Linked DNA regions of Pan troglodytes: region 2 is linked to region 1. Evidence: chromatin contacts called from public Hi-C data. All regions are on one chromosome and are shown on one strand. The core of a region is the stretch at or near the end of the contact, and the rest is flanking DNA. Distances in the headings are between cores, read along the strand shown.

Evidence for each region. Hi-C and Micro-C count contacts between places; a contact is called where the count stands out from the background.
Region 2: a Hi-C map of stem cell-derived neural progenitor cells shows a contact between it and region 1, with 5 times the contacts expected there. The contact joins two enhancer-like sites. A contact is called at or near these places in 1 of 7 Hi-C or Micro-C datasets (stem cell-derived neural progenitor cells) and 1 of 1 datasets of contacts at active chromatin or transcription factors (stem cell-derived excitatory neurons).

Annotation. Positions count from the first base shown.
Region 1 is chr9:12,840,454-12,846,633 of NHGRI_mPanTro3-v2.0_pri, reverse strand. It overlaps DENND2B (DENN domain containing 2B), which reads left to right. Exons shown (of 22, transcript XM_063782749.1): 16 at 683-831; 17 at 4,005-4,182; 18 at 4,421-4,462; 19 at 5,750-5,861. Among named protein-coding and RNA genes, the nearest start is that of RPL27A, 18 kb to the right of the region's middle. Within about 2 kb of position 3,368, at least 11 of the 24 cell types and tissues checked have an H3K27ac peak or open chromatin away from gene starts, as enhancers often do. A contact at or near this core is called in stem cell-derived neural progenitor cells, where this site is marked.
Region 2 is chr9:13,105,623-13,111,802 of NHGRI_mPanTro3-v2.0_pri, reverse strand. It overlaps TMEM9B (TMEM9 domain family member B), which reads left to right. Exons shown (of 5, transcript XM_009459918.5): 2 at 1,166-1,257. Among named protein-coding and RNA genes, the nearest start is that of TMEM9B, 4.7 kb to the left of the region's middle. Within about 2 kb of position 3,577, at least 3 of the 24 cell types and tissues checked have an H3K27ac peak or open chromatin away from gene starts, as enhancers often do. A contact at or near this core is called in stem cell-derived neural progenitor cells, where this site is marked.

The DNA of each region.
Region 1 (6,180 bases), core at 2,119-4,618:
TTTGGAGGAAAGAGGGCCAGGCCTGGCCCTGATAAGACAGTCCTGCTTCCTGGCAAGGTTGCAGAATGGCCAGCCCTTTGCTTGTGTTTTCCTTGTGCCTGGCACGGGACTTAGGGTGATGGAGATAAAGGCCAGGATAGCAGGACAAACAGCCTCTGGAAGGAAACTCTTTCTGCAGGAAAGGGAGGGGGACAGGGCAACAAGGACCCCAGCATTGCCCTTCCAGAGGCAATGGCAGGGATTAGAGTCCTGGGATGCGGAGATGCCTGGAGAGCAGTGGGGTCTAGTCAGCATTGAGGGCTTAGACCTTTGTCTGGGGAGGTGGGCAGGAGGACCCTAGAGATGTGGCTGTGTGGTTCCCTTCCTCTCCCTATCTCTAAGAGCAGTCAGCTCTCCTCTCTTCCTGAGGTCCCAATGGATGGCCCCTCAACTCCTTCCTTCTGGAGCCTTCCCCGCTTTCACAGGCAGCCCTCTTGCCCACAGGCTGGGTGTTCGAGTGCTATGAGAGCAGAGCTGTAGTCCGAGGGATGGAGAAGAGGGGTTTACTGCATAGCAGGGTAGACGAGAGACCTGGAAAAGAGCAGGTTGGAAGGGGAAAGCAGCCTCCAGTTGCTTCGTGGAGGGCTGGAGGGCAGCACCCACTTGGCTGGCCCCAGCCCACTTTCCCATCGCTCTCCTGCAGGTGTTAGAGCTGCGGCGGCCCATGGACTCAAGGCTGGAGCACGTGGACTTTGAGTGCCTTTTTACCTGCCTCAGTGTGCGCCAGCTCATCCGAATCTTTGCCTCACTGCTGCTGGAGCGCCGGGTCATTTTTGTGGCAGATAAGCTCAGGTAGGGCCCAGCCGGGCAAGGAAGCAGAAGGGAGGGGGGAAGGCATGCCCACAAGCGAATCAGCAAGTGTTCAGGAGCCTAAGCATGCGCCGGAGACCAGTGCTGGAGTGGGGCTGTGCGTAGGGAGATGGAAGAGTAGGTGGAAAGGTAGCACCCCTGTGTGGGTGAGGGAGCAGGGTTTGGGAGCACACAGATGGCAGGATTGAGAACCCTGTGGAGGGCTTGGCCTGAGGGGAGAGGGAGGGACATTTCTTCCTTTGCAACAGCCAAGACTGTGCAGGTGCCGGGTTATGTAAAGGGGAAAGGTTAAGAAATTGAGATTTTTGGCGGATGGTTGCATTTCTTCTGGAGGGGGAGGCAAAGCCATCTCAATGGGATGCTGAGTTTGAGGAAAGAGCTGCTGTGAGGAAGGGGCAAGAGCACTGACCGGGGACAGTGTGAGGAATGCTGAGCCAGCCAGCGAGGGTCCTGTGGAGGGTGTCCCCTGGAGAAAGCAACTGCAGTGGCCCAGGGCTGGGAAATGGGAGGGCTGGGGAGAAGGATGCGATGGGGGCATTGAGGTGCAGAGAGGAGAGTGGGTGAGGAAGGCTGGCCAGCCCACACCGGGAAACAGATGATGTGCAGGGCCTGGAGGTGCCAGGGAAGTGGGGGAGCTAGTTTAGGAGGAGTAAGAAAAGAGCTGGATGGGTCACAGGTCTTGGTCTGAAATGCTGGCATTTATGATTTTAGAGGTAGAGGTGTCGAGAAGGTCTGGTGGTGGCCATGGGAGGGGTGGCAGAAGTGATGGTCACTGGACGTGAGGCAGTTTAGGAAGTAAGAAGTCGGAGCTCTTCTAGACAGCCAAGGTTTAAAAAAGAAAAAAGTTTTATGTCAGTGGTGGTTAGGGGGTGACACAGGCAAGGGACAAGTGATATGGCTCCGATGAGTGGAGGAACACTAGGGTTTTTGGTTCTTATGCTGGTTTAGATAAAACGACACCGACACACGTGGAGTGGTTTTAAGGAGCGGAGAGTTTAATAGGCAAGAAGGAAAGAAGAAAGGCAGAAAGAAGAAAGTACAGAGACAGAGGGAGAGAGGCTCCAAAGCCGAGAGAGGGAACCCCAAGTGCTGTGGATACCAGCCAGTTTTATAAGAAGGCTGGAGGAGGCGGTGTTTGATTTGCATAGCGCTTAGGGGATTGGTTTGACCAGGCATGTCATTCACGTAGCCCCCCCTCCTCCGGAAGCTGGCCCTCCCATCCTAGCCTTTTAATATGCGAATGTAGGGCGCCTGATGTTCTACACACGTGGGAATATGCAGGGCAGCCATGCTGCTAGGCACCTGTGGGGGCAAGGGCAAGAGGACAACGGTGGGAATTGCCATGTTGGGTGGACCCAGTTTCTAATGGTCTGCATTTGCATATCAAAGGTTGCCTGCCTGGCTGTAAGAGCCGGGGCTTTCTTTCTAGACAAGAAACGTTTTTGAGCTGCTTTAAAGGAAATGAGGTACAGTGGCTCACGCCTGTAATCCCAGCACTTTGGGAGGCCGAGGTGGGCAGATCACAAGGTTAAGAGATCGAGACTCTCCTGGCCAACATGGTGAAACCCTGTATTAGCTGTGCCTGTAGTCCCAGCTACTCAGGAGGCTGAGGCAGGAGAATTGCTTGAATCCAGGAGGTGGAGGTTGCAGTGAGTGGAGATTGTGCCACTGCACTCCAGCCTGGGAGTGAGACTCTGTCTCAAAATAAATAAATAAATAAAAATTTAAAAATTTTTTTAAAAAAAGGAAACAAAAACTTTTCCTCTCTGCGTAAAATAATTTCTTAATAAGTCCTACAACAACAGGATGGGTTATTGGCAACATGTTACATATTGTTTTGGTCAAAGAATCCATCCCAAAAAGTGGTTTCTCTAGAGTGGTCATTTGGACATTGATTAAGCCACCTTAAATGTCAGGTGCTCAGAGGAGGGCAGTGAAGGAAAATCCCCGTTCTGGTTTGTCCTCCAATAAGTCCTGAATCCCTGGGGTATTTCCTTCCGTATGTATGAGGGAGCAGTTGAGAGGAGCCCGAGAAAAGAACTCCCGATTGCCTTCAGAGGGACAGGAACGCAGGCCCATCCTCAGCCCAGGAGGAGAAAGGAGGAAGAAAAACCAGAGCTGCTGACTTTTCCATAGAGCACCAGGGTTTAGAAAGGAAAACTGCCCCTCACTTGTTCCCATCACAGCCTCAATGCTTCTGTGTCTCACAGTTCTAGGTGTTCTGTGGGCCCATCAGGCCCTTGTGAAGAAATCTAGCCCAACAGCTGGAATGAGCTGGGTACAGCAGTTCCAAGAGGCCCCTCCTGTGTGCCAGCCATGGTCATTGTCAGCCAACAAAGCCCCTGACTGCCCAGCTTTGGTGCCCTGGCCTGGCCTGACCTTAGTGGCCCCTAAGAGAGCCTGGACCATGAGGTTTCTTTTCCTGAAGGTTCTACCCTCTAATTCAGGGCTGAGCTTCCTCTTTGCCACCCTGCCCCCCCAGCCCAGCTCCCATGGGGCTGTGAATACAGCTATTGTTTCCTGTGGTTGCAGCTGCCTCTGAGCACATTCCAGGACCATTCTGGGAGGGACGATCCCAAGGTCTTGTTCTTGGCCTGGCCGGGTATTCAAGTTCTGCCAATCTGGGGTCTTGGAAAAGATGTCCTTCCTGTTCTGCCTGGGGTCTGCCTCTGGCTGGAGAGGGGAGGGGTAGGTCCAGCCAGCTCATGATCCGTTGCTGATGTTTTAGGTTTTCCACAAGTTCTTTGTCCCTCTTGCCTAGTTCTGATGTGGGGTGGGAGAGGGTACCCACGATCTGCATTCACTGGCCCTAGGGGTTTACAAAACCTCCTGCCTCCTCAGCCACGGGCCCACTGATGTGCCCCCCAAACCCGAGACAGCCCTTTTCCAGATCTTTGTCAGATGACTGTCCTGCGGGTTGCTGCATACCTTCCTGGCTGTTTGCAGGTACAATTTCCCTAAGAGAGTAGCATTGTTGTCCTTGAGGCGCTACGCAGTGGGAAAGTGGGGACTTCACCAGTCTGCAGGGTCCCTGAGCCCCATTAGCATTTTTGTTGCACTGGGAGGTTTACGATCAAAGGCTGTCCTGAGCCTCCAGCGAGCTCTAAGTTCCTGGGCCTGGGCTCAGGTACTCTGTCTCTCTGTCTGCCCATCAGTACCCTCTCCAGCTGCTCCCACGCGGTGGTGGCCTTGCTCTACCCCTTCTCCTGGCAGCACACCTTCATTCCTGTCCTCCCGGCCTCCATGATTGACATCGTCTGCTGTCCCACCCCCTTCCTGGTTGGCCTGCTCTCCAGCTCCCTCCCCAAACTGAAGGAGCTGCCTGTGGAGGAGGTGGGCCACCGGGGGAACCAGCTGGGGGGAAGGGTGGAGGGGGAAGCAGGTGCTGGGATCTTACTTGTGGCCCCTCGGCCTCTTTACCAGGCTCTCATCCTTTCTCCCTGGGAGGTCTATCCCCGGCTGGAGTACTTCCTGTTTTCTGACCCTGGGAACCTGGGAGGTCTGGAGGCCTGGCAGAGGGCATTGCGGGACTCATGCCCTGAGCCACTCTGCTAATGACTCCTTTTCTCAGGCGCTGATGGTGAATCTGGGATCTGACCGATTCATCCGACAGGTAAGAGGGTGGGTGCTTGCTAGAGTTGGGCTCCTGAGCACCCTGCACCATCACACACACTACTCAACCTGTTTGTTGAGCTCTCTGGGTTCAGTACTACTCACAGACTAGTCAAGGATGGGGAGAAGCTGGTCTTGGAATCCTTGACCTTAGCAGGGTCTGCCTTTCCAGTGACATCATGAGCTTCTAGAAGGCAGCGTGGGAATTTGAAGAACACGGCCTGGGAGTCCATAGACTTGGCCACTGGACTTTGCCCCCTTTGAGCCACATGGTCTTAGGCCTCTAAATTCTTCTGAGCTCTAAAGGAGAGGTGGTGACAACACCTGCCTTGAAATGTTTGCTGGGGGTTACACAAATAACTATGTTTGTGTAACCCCCACATTGTTATGTAACGTACAGGTTTGCGATCATTGTTGTCAACTACAAAAAGCCTTTGTTAGTTGTGGAAACCCTCCTGGCTCTCTACAAAGGAGCACAACCCAATGCTCTCCCCTATGGAAATGTACCTATTGTCTGTTACACACCAATGACGGAGCTGAGGACTCCCTGGGTACCAGGCATAGTGATGTGGACACAGAAACAGAGTATAGAGACGAAACAACAGTCTAACTTCATTCCTGAGACACAGGCTGGCCACAGTCCCCCTGCCCCAAGCCAACTGTGCCTCCTGCCTGGAGCTGAAGATGGAGGAATTGGGGAGACCTAATCAGAAACCCCTGGCTGGTCCTGGTCACAAAGGCCAGTGAATGCCACACTGGCTCTACCACCTTTTTTTTTTTTTTTTTTTTTGGAGACAGGGTCTCACTGCCATCCAGGCTGGAGTGCAGTGGTACAGTCATGACACTGCAGCCTCGACCTCCCTGGGTTCAGGTGATCCTCCCCATGTCAGCCTAAGTAGCTGGGAGTACAGGTGCATGCCACCATACTTGACTAATTGTTTTTTTGTGTGTGTTTTGCAGATAGAGGGACCTGCTAAGTTGCCCAGGCTGGTCTCGAACTCCCTCCTGGGCTCAAGCGATCCTCCCGCTCAGCCTCCCAAAGTGTTGGGATTACTGGCGTGAGCCACTGCGCCTGACCCTCTACCACTTTTAATCTCTGTAATCTTGGGCAAGTTTCTTAACCTTTCTGTGCTTCAGTTCCTCATCTTAAAATGAGGTTGATGATAGTTATGAGGGTTACTGGGAGAGATAAATGAGATTATCTACTCAGGCTCTTCTAACAGGTCTTAGCACATCGTAAGTGCTCAGTGTCAGCTATGATTGTCACTGTGCTTTCTTTCTCCTGCAGATGGACGACGAGGACACGTTGTTACCTAGGAAGTTACAGGCAGCTCTGGAGCAGGCTCTGGAGAGGAAGAATGAGCTGATCTCCCAGGACTCTGACAGCGACTCCGACGATGGTGAGAATAGTGCCCGGGCACGGTCAGCTCTGCTCCAGGCTCCCTCTGCTCTGGGTCAGGGCCCCATAGGGCCAGAACTCTGCCTCTGCACACCAAACCCTTTCTGGCTGATGAGGACCTTGGTCTCACTCTAGTGTCTTTTCTACCCCAGGTAGTTTAGGAAGGAAAACCCAAAGACATGTGGCAACCCCAAAGATACTTTCTGCTGACAGAAAACTAATTATTCCTCCTCCTGAGGCCTTGCCTCAAGCCATTGCAGGAGATGAAATGCACTTCCTCTTCCTTGGAAGCCAGAAAAATCACTTAGGGTGAGGGATAT
Region 2 (6,180 bases), core at 2,328-4,827, 260 kb before region 1:
ATTGCGTTTTTAAAAATAAGAGCTTTAATTTATAATATCTTTAAATGTAGGAGTGGGGAAAGGTTACAGGCAGGCAAATGTTTTTGATTCAGAGATTCTTTTTGAAACCATCTCTACCTCCTACCAGAAACAGGGACAGCAGCACGTCTCCTGACTTTGAAAACATTGCTGGCGCCCTCTGCATATCTTGCCTCATAACTTTATGTATTGTGATCATGTATTTATTTTTCAGTCTCCTTTACTAGGGTGTGTCCTGATTATGGGCAGAAACCATGTCTTATGCTTATCTGAATCCGCCTTATTGAGCACAAGATCTAACACAGAGCAAATGCTCACTAAGTGGTTGCTGAATACGTTTGTGAATTGTCAATAGCTCTGCCAGACATATCACTGTATATAGGAGGAGTGGGCAAGGTCCTCTGGGGAATGATAAGCCACTTCCTTCTCAAACAGATTCCCCTTTGCTGAGGAAGCATCTCTTCTTTTCTCTATCCAGATACTTAGTCACCTGTTCCTCCACCTCTTGAAACTTGTTTTGTTGGTAGTTGTTCTGTCTGTCAACCAGGAATTAGAAGCAAAGTTTCCTGGGAAGAGTATACTAAACTGATCTCAGAGTCAGGCTACTTCCTGTGTGTACTTCCTTTCTAGTTGTAGGTGGGTGCCTCTAACATTTCATCCCTTCTACGGGACTCTGGCCCAACCCCTTTTATCAATGTCAGTGCCTTCTACCAGAGGGTGAAAGGATGATAGGTAGAATTGTGACCTTTTTTGTGAATAATTTTTAGTTTCTTTCCCATCCTTTAGTAATGAATATTCTTATTTACAGGCACAACTATCTGTTTACTATGTGTCTTTCTAGTGGCAGATAGATGGTAATAACATTAACATAATTTGATTGTCATGTGACCCATAAATATGGTTAATAAGTCTTAGATCATGTATTAGGTATTATTTCAAAATAACTACATGTAATATATAATGATTCATTGGCATTACCATAAAGGACTGTGGCTTTTAAAAACTGTGTCTGTTAAAATTTTAAACGAATGATTTTAGAATACTTGGTATTCTAAAGAGGATGCTTGGCAAAATGTATATGGTACAGTTTTTAAAAATATTGATGATGAACTGTCAACGCACTATACTGTTTCCGTTTTGGTTACAGAATTTCGAGGATGTCAGATGTAAATGTATCTGCCCTCCCTATAAAGAAAATTCTGGGCATATTTATAATAAGAACATATCTCAGAAAGATTGGTAAGTATCTGGATTACTGAATTACCTGTCACATTTGTTTCTGTGGTTGTCAGTGTTATCCCAGAATGTTCATCAAATGCACAGTTTTCTTTTTAAGTATTTCATTTGAAGCAAAAATGTGAAATTCTACTTCCATTTGAAAAAGTGAGAGTGAGGCCCTACATGCATGATGCCTGCAGGCCTAAAGGTATACAGCCAAAACACTAAGACCCATGTAGGCAGAGTTTCATGGGAGCGTATGACTGGGTTTGTGGCACCTAAACTACCCATAGCTATCTTCCTGTACTCCCTCAAGTTTTGGTGAGGGACCTTTCTCCCTCTTGCTTTTCAGTGGAAGGTTAGCAAGCCTCGTTTATCTGGGTTATAATTTTTACAACTTGTAGGTTTTGATGATGTATTGCCAAGTATGGGAAGCTATGTTTAAAAGTGTCAGAAGGCTCAAGAAGAAGTGGAAATGAGCTATGTAGTCAGAGTTTCCCATTTGGTGTAAATGAAGAAGTTACAGGTGTGCCAAGATATTGACCTGTTCAGTCCTTGGGCAGTCAGGCAGGCCTGTGATGACTGGGGGATCCTGACTGACTAGCCACCAGCAGCCTTCTCTGCTTATCCCAGCAGACCTGACAAATAGCTTTTTCTACGTGTGCCATGAAGCAGTTGGGATGCAGTTGTATTACAGCAGGATGAATGTGTTCCTTCCCATAGAATTGTGATGTTTTATGGTTTGTAACCACGGTGGAAGATGGATGGGATAGGAATTTAGGAAAAATAGTTCCAAATGGTAGGAGCTTTCACGTGTACCTGATTTCATAGCTAAATAGCCATCAAAGAGTTAGAAAGCAAGATTAAATTCATTCAGTTAACAGTATTCCAACCTGACTTTAAAAAAGAAAAGGCAGCCTTCGAGTATGTTTAGTTTCTCTGATGCCACTGTCTGTTCTTCCCTGATATGCATTTAGGTTCAGTCTCATATTTGTTAAGTGTGTTCTTGAGAACTTCTTGTGAACCTCTATGTTCCACTGTAGGTGGTGTCATATTAAACAAGCGATTTGGCCATATTCTTAAAGGTTTTATATCAGGAAGTTACTTTATATGATACAAGAATGTTCAGGCTGGGCACGGTGGCTCACGCCTGTAATCCCAGCACTCTGGGAGGCCGAGGCAGGCGGATCACCTGAGGTCAGGAGTTCGAGACCAGCCTGGCCAACAGAGTGAAACCCTGTCTCTACTAAAAATACAAAAAAAATTAGCCGGGCTTGGTGGCGGGTGCCTGTAATCCCAGCCACTCGGGAGGCCGAGGCAGGAGAATCGCTTGAACCCGGGAGGCGGAGCTTGCAGTGAGCCGAGATCGCGCCACTGCACTCCAGCCTGGGCGACAGAGCGAGACCCCAGCTCAAAAAGAAAAAAAAAAAGTTCAAATAAATCTTTATGTTACTTCTATAAATTTTCCAAATTTATTCAGTGCTTACAGTTTATTCTGTTATCAGTAATGAAATGCAATGCCTGTCTTTTGAGTAGCAAATGAACTCACTATTCAAGTGGTTAGCACTAATCTTTTCACTAACTTTTCGTTATTTCAGACTCAGGACCATATGTCATTAATCCCTGGTTATTAGTAAAAATAGCTTTGAAAACAGTTGAGGCAGGACATGGTGGCTCACGCCTGTAATCCCAGCACTTTGGGAGGCCAAGGCAGGTGGGTCACTTGAGGCCAGGAGTTCAAGAACAGCCTGGCCAACATGGTGAAACCCCGACTCTACTAAAAATATAAAAATTAGCTGGGCATGGTGGCACACGCCTGTAATTCCAGCTACTCGGAAGGCTAAGGTAGAGAATCGCTTGAGCCGCAGAGGTAGAGGTTGCAGTGAGCTGAGATTGTGCCACTGCCCTCTAACCTGGGTGACAGAGCATGACTCTGTCTCAAAAAAAAAAAAAAAAACAAACAAAGAAACAAAGAAAATAAACAGTTGAGTATAAGGCTTGCTTGGGGTTTTTCTTCCCTCTCTCCCACTCTCCCTTGTTTCTTTTCTGCAGCTTAGCATTTTTCTAGGGATAAGTTCCCAGCTGGCACTGAAAATTTTTAACTGACTTTACAAGGGCAGGCAAGTTATGATTCACCAGAATTATGGCTTTACGAGGCCTCCAGTATCTGTGAGGGCCTAGATGTAGTTTTACCTTTTGTTTTCTAGGCCTTTCATTTTGTCCAGTTTTTATCTTTAAGTCTTCATTGACTTATGCTGGCTGACTTAAGAGTAGTTGGAGTGCTCTAGTTTGTGTTTGGGGTGATTGAAAGCTAATGATGTGTTCCTTTTGGCACTAGGGGGAGGTGTTGCCTAGTTCCTTAAGTGGTTAACCTCTGACTAGGTCTAGCTCTGTTTGTAATGACTGGTCAGCCAAAATCAACCTTCCTGCTTTCTCTCCAGCTGGGCACAACTTTTGCACAGCACTCAGTATCTTTTTGTTATTAAAATATATCCTTCAAAAGAAATACTCAATACTTACTTAGCACTTAAAATTCCCAAGTCATTCTTAGGTATTGTTGCCAAGGCTTCTGAAGCTGAAGTAGGAAACTAAATAGATCAGTTTCATTTTCCCGAGGTTCAGAGGTAAAGAACTGACGTAGGAAGCAGGAGTCCTGGATTCTGGTCCTTTCTGTTTTTTTTATTGCTAGAGTGCAGTGGCACGATCATAGCTCATTGCAGCCTTGATCTCCTAGGCTCCAGTGGTCCTCCAGCCTCAGCCTCCTGTGTAGCTGGGACTACAGGTGTGTACCATCAACCTGGCTAATTTTTATTTTTTCGACACTGGGTCTCACTATGTTGCCCAGGCTGGTCTCAAGTTGGCTTCAAGTGATCCTCACATCTTGGCCTCCTAAAACTCTGGGATTATAGGGATAAGCCACCATGCGTGGCCTGATCCTTTTTCAAATACGATTTTACTCTGTGACCTTCTCTAAGCCTGAGGCTAGATGAGCTCTCTGATCCTCAGATAGGTAACACCTGTTATGGGATATAGTTCCCTCTGCCCATTTTGTGCCTGCATCCAGTTGGGTACATGCCTGGTCTTCTGTATATTTGGAACAGATATCACACACTTTTATGGTGAGAGTTGTGGGGCCTTACCTGTATTTGAAATACCATCAGTGGAAATTTAATTTTTCATTACTACCTTTGTTAAAATTAAATTACCTGTTAAGAATAACCTGGGCCAGGTGTGGTGACTCATGCCTGTAATGCCAGCACTTTGGGAGGGCGAGGCAGGCACATCACCTGAAGTTGGGAGTTTGGGACCAGCCTGACCAACATGGAAAAACCCCATCTCTACTAAAAATACAAAATTAGTCGGGCATGGTAGCGCATGCCTGTAATCCCAGCTACTAGGGAGGCTGAGGCAGGAGAATCACTTGAACCCTGGAGGAAGAGGTTGCGTTGAGGAAGATCACACCATTGCACTCCAGCCTGGGCAACAAGAGTGAAACTCTGTCTCAAAAAAAAAAAAAGAATAACCTAACAACTTCTATCATATACCGTTTTGGTTATTTTTTCTAATGCCACAGTTTAGAGGGAACAGAACATGAAAATATGAATTTCTAGAAATTAACTTTTTTTTTTTTTTTGAGACAGAGTCTCACTCTGTCGCCCATGCTGAGTGCAATGGCGCAATCTCAGCTCACTACAACCTCTGCCTCCCAGGTTCAAGCGATTCTCCTGCCTCAGCCTCCTGAGTAGCTGGGATTACAGGCATGTGCCACCATGCCCAGCTAATTTTTTGTATTTTTAGTAGAAATGGGGTTTCACCCTGTTGGTCAGGCAGGTCTTGAACTCCTGACCTCATGATCCAACCGCCTCGGCTTCCCAAAGTGCTGAGATTACAGGTGTGAGCCACCACACCTGGCTTTTTTTTTTTTTTTTTTTTTTAATTGAGACGGAGTTTCGCTGTCATTGCCCAGGCTGGAGTGCAATGGCACGATCTTGGCTGACCGTAACCTCCACCTCCCAGGTTCAAGTGATTCTCAAGTCTCAGCCTCCTGAGTAGCTGGGATTACAGGCATGCACCACCATGCCTGGCTAATTTTTTTGTATTTTTAGTAGAGACGGGGGTTTCTCCATGTTGGTCAGGCTGGTCTCGAACTCCCAACCTCAGGTGATCTTCCCGCCTCGGCCTCCCAAAGTGCTGGGATTACAGGCATGAGCCACTGCACCTGGCTGAAATTAATTTTTAATTGACACAATAACTGTACATATTTATGGGATACATAGTGATGTTTCAATTCATATAAGATATAGTGATTTGATCAGAATATTTAGCATCTCAGACATTTATCATTTCTTTGTGTTGAAAATATTCAACATCCTCCTTCTAGCTATTTGAAACTATAATATATATTATTGTTGACTATAGTCATCCTACAGTGATATAGAACACTAGAACTTATTCCTCCCACCAAGCTGTAACTTTGCTTCCAAAAAGTACATTTTGGTAGGGAAAGAGAAGGAATCACTCTATAGAGTATTGGGTGTCCCCAAGAGAATGGGTAAGATAAGATAGGATGGTGTAGTAGATTGCTTGAGGCAGCCAGGAATGCCTAACGAAGAGATGCCAAAAGGAAAGAAAATTGTCCAACAGCTGGCAGGAGGACAGGAAAGCTTTCCCTAATTTTGCTGAAGGTGATCAGAGCCATAGACTCTTAGTAGTTGAGGAGAATAATAATTTAGTTATTGCTTAGAATTGACAGATTTCTAGGAAAAATCTGATAGCACTGTGTTTACACAAACCATAAATAATTAGCCTTGAAAATGGGGTCGGGGAAATAAGTAACATTCAACAAAAACACTCATCCCTTTGTTAGTTTTTATTTAGTTCTTTGGAATAACCAGTTTTTGTTTTAAAATATTTTTGTTATTCTGTTTCTCCTTGCTTTTTCAG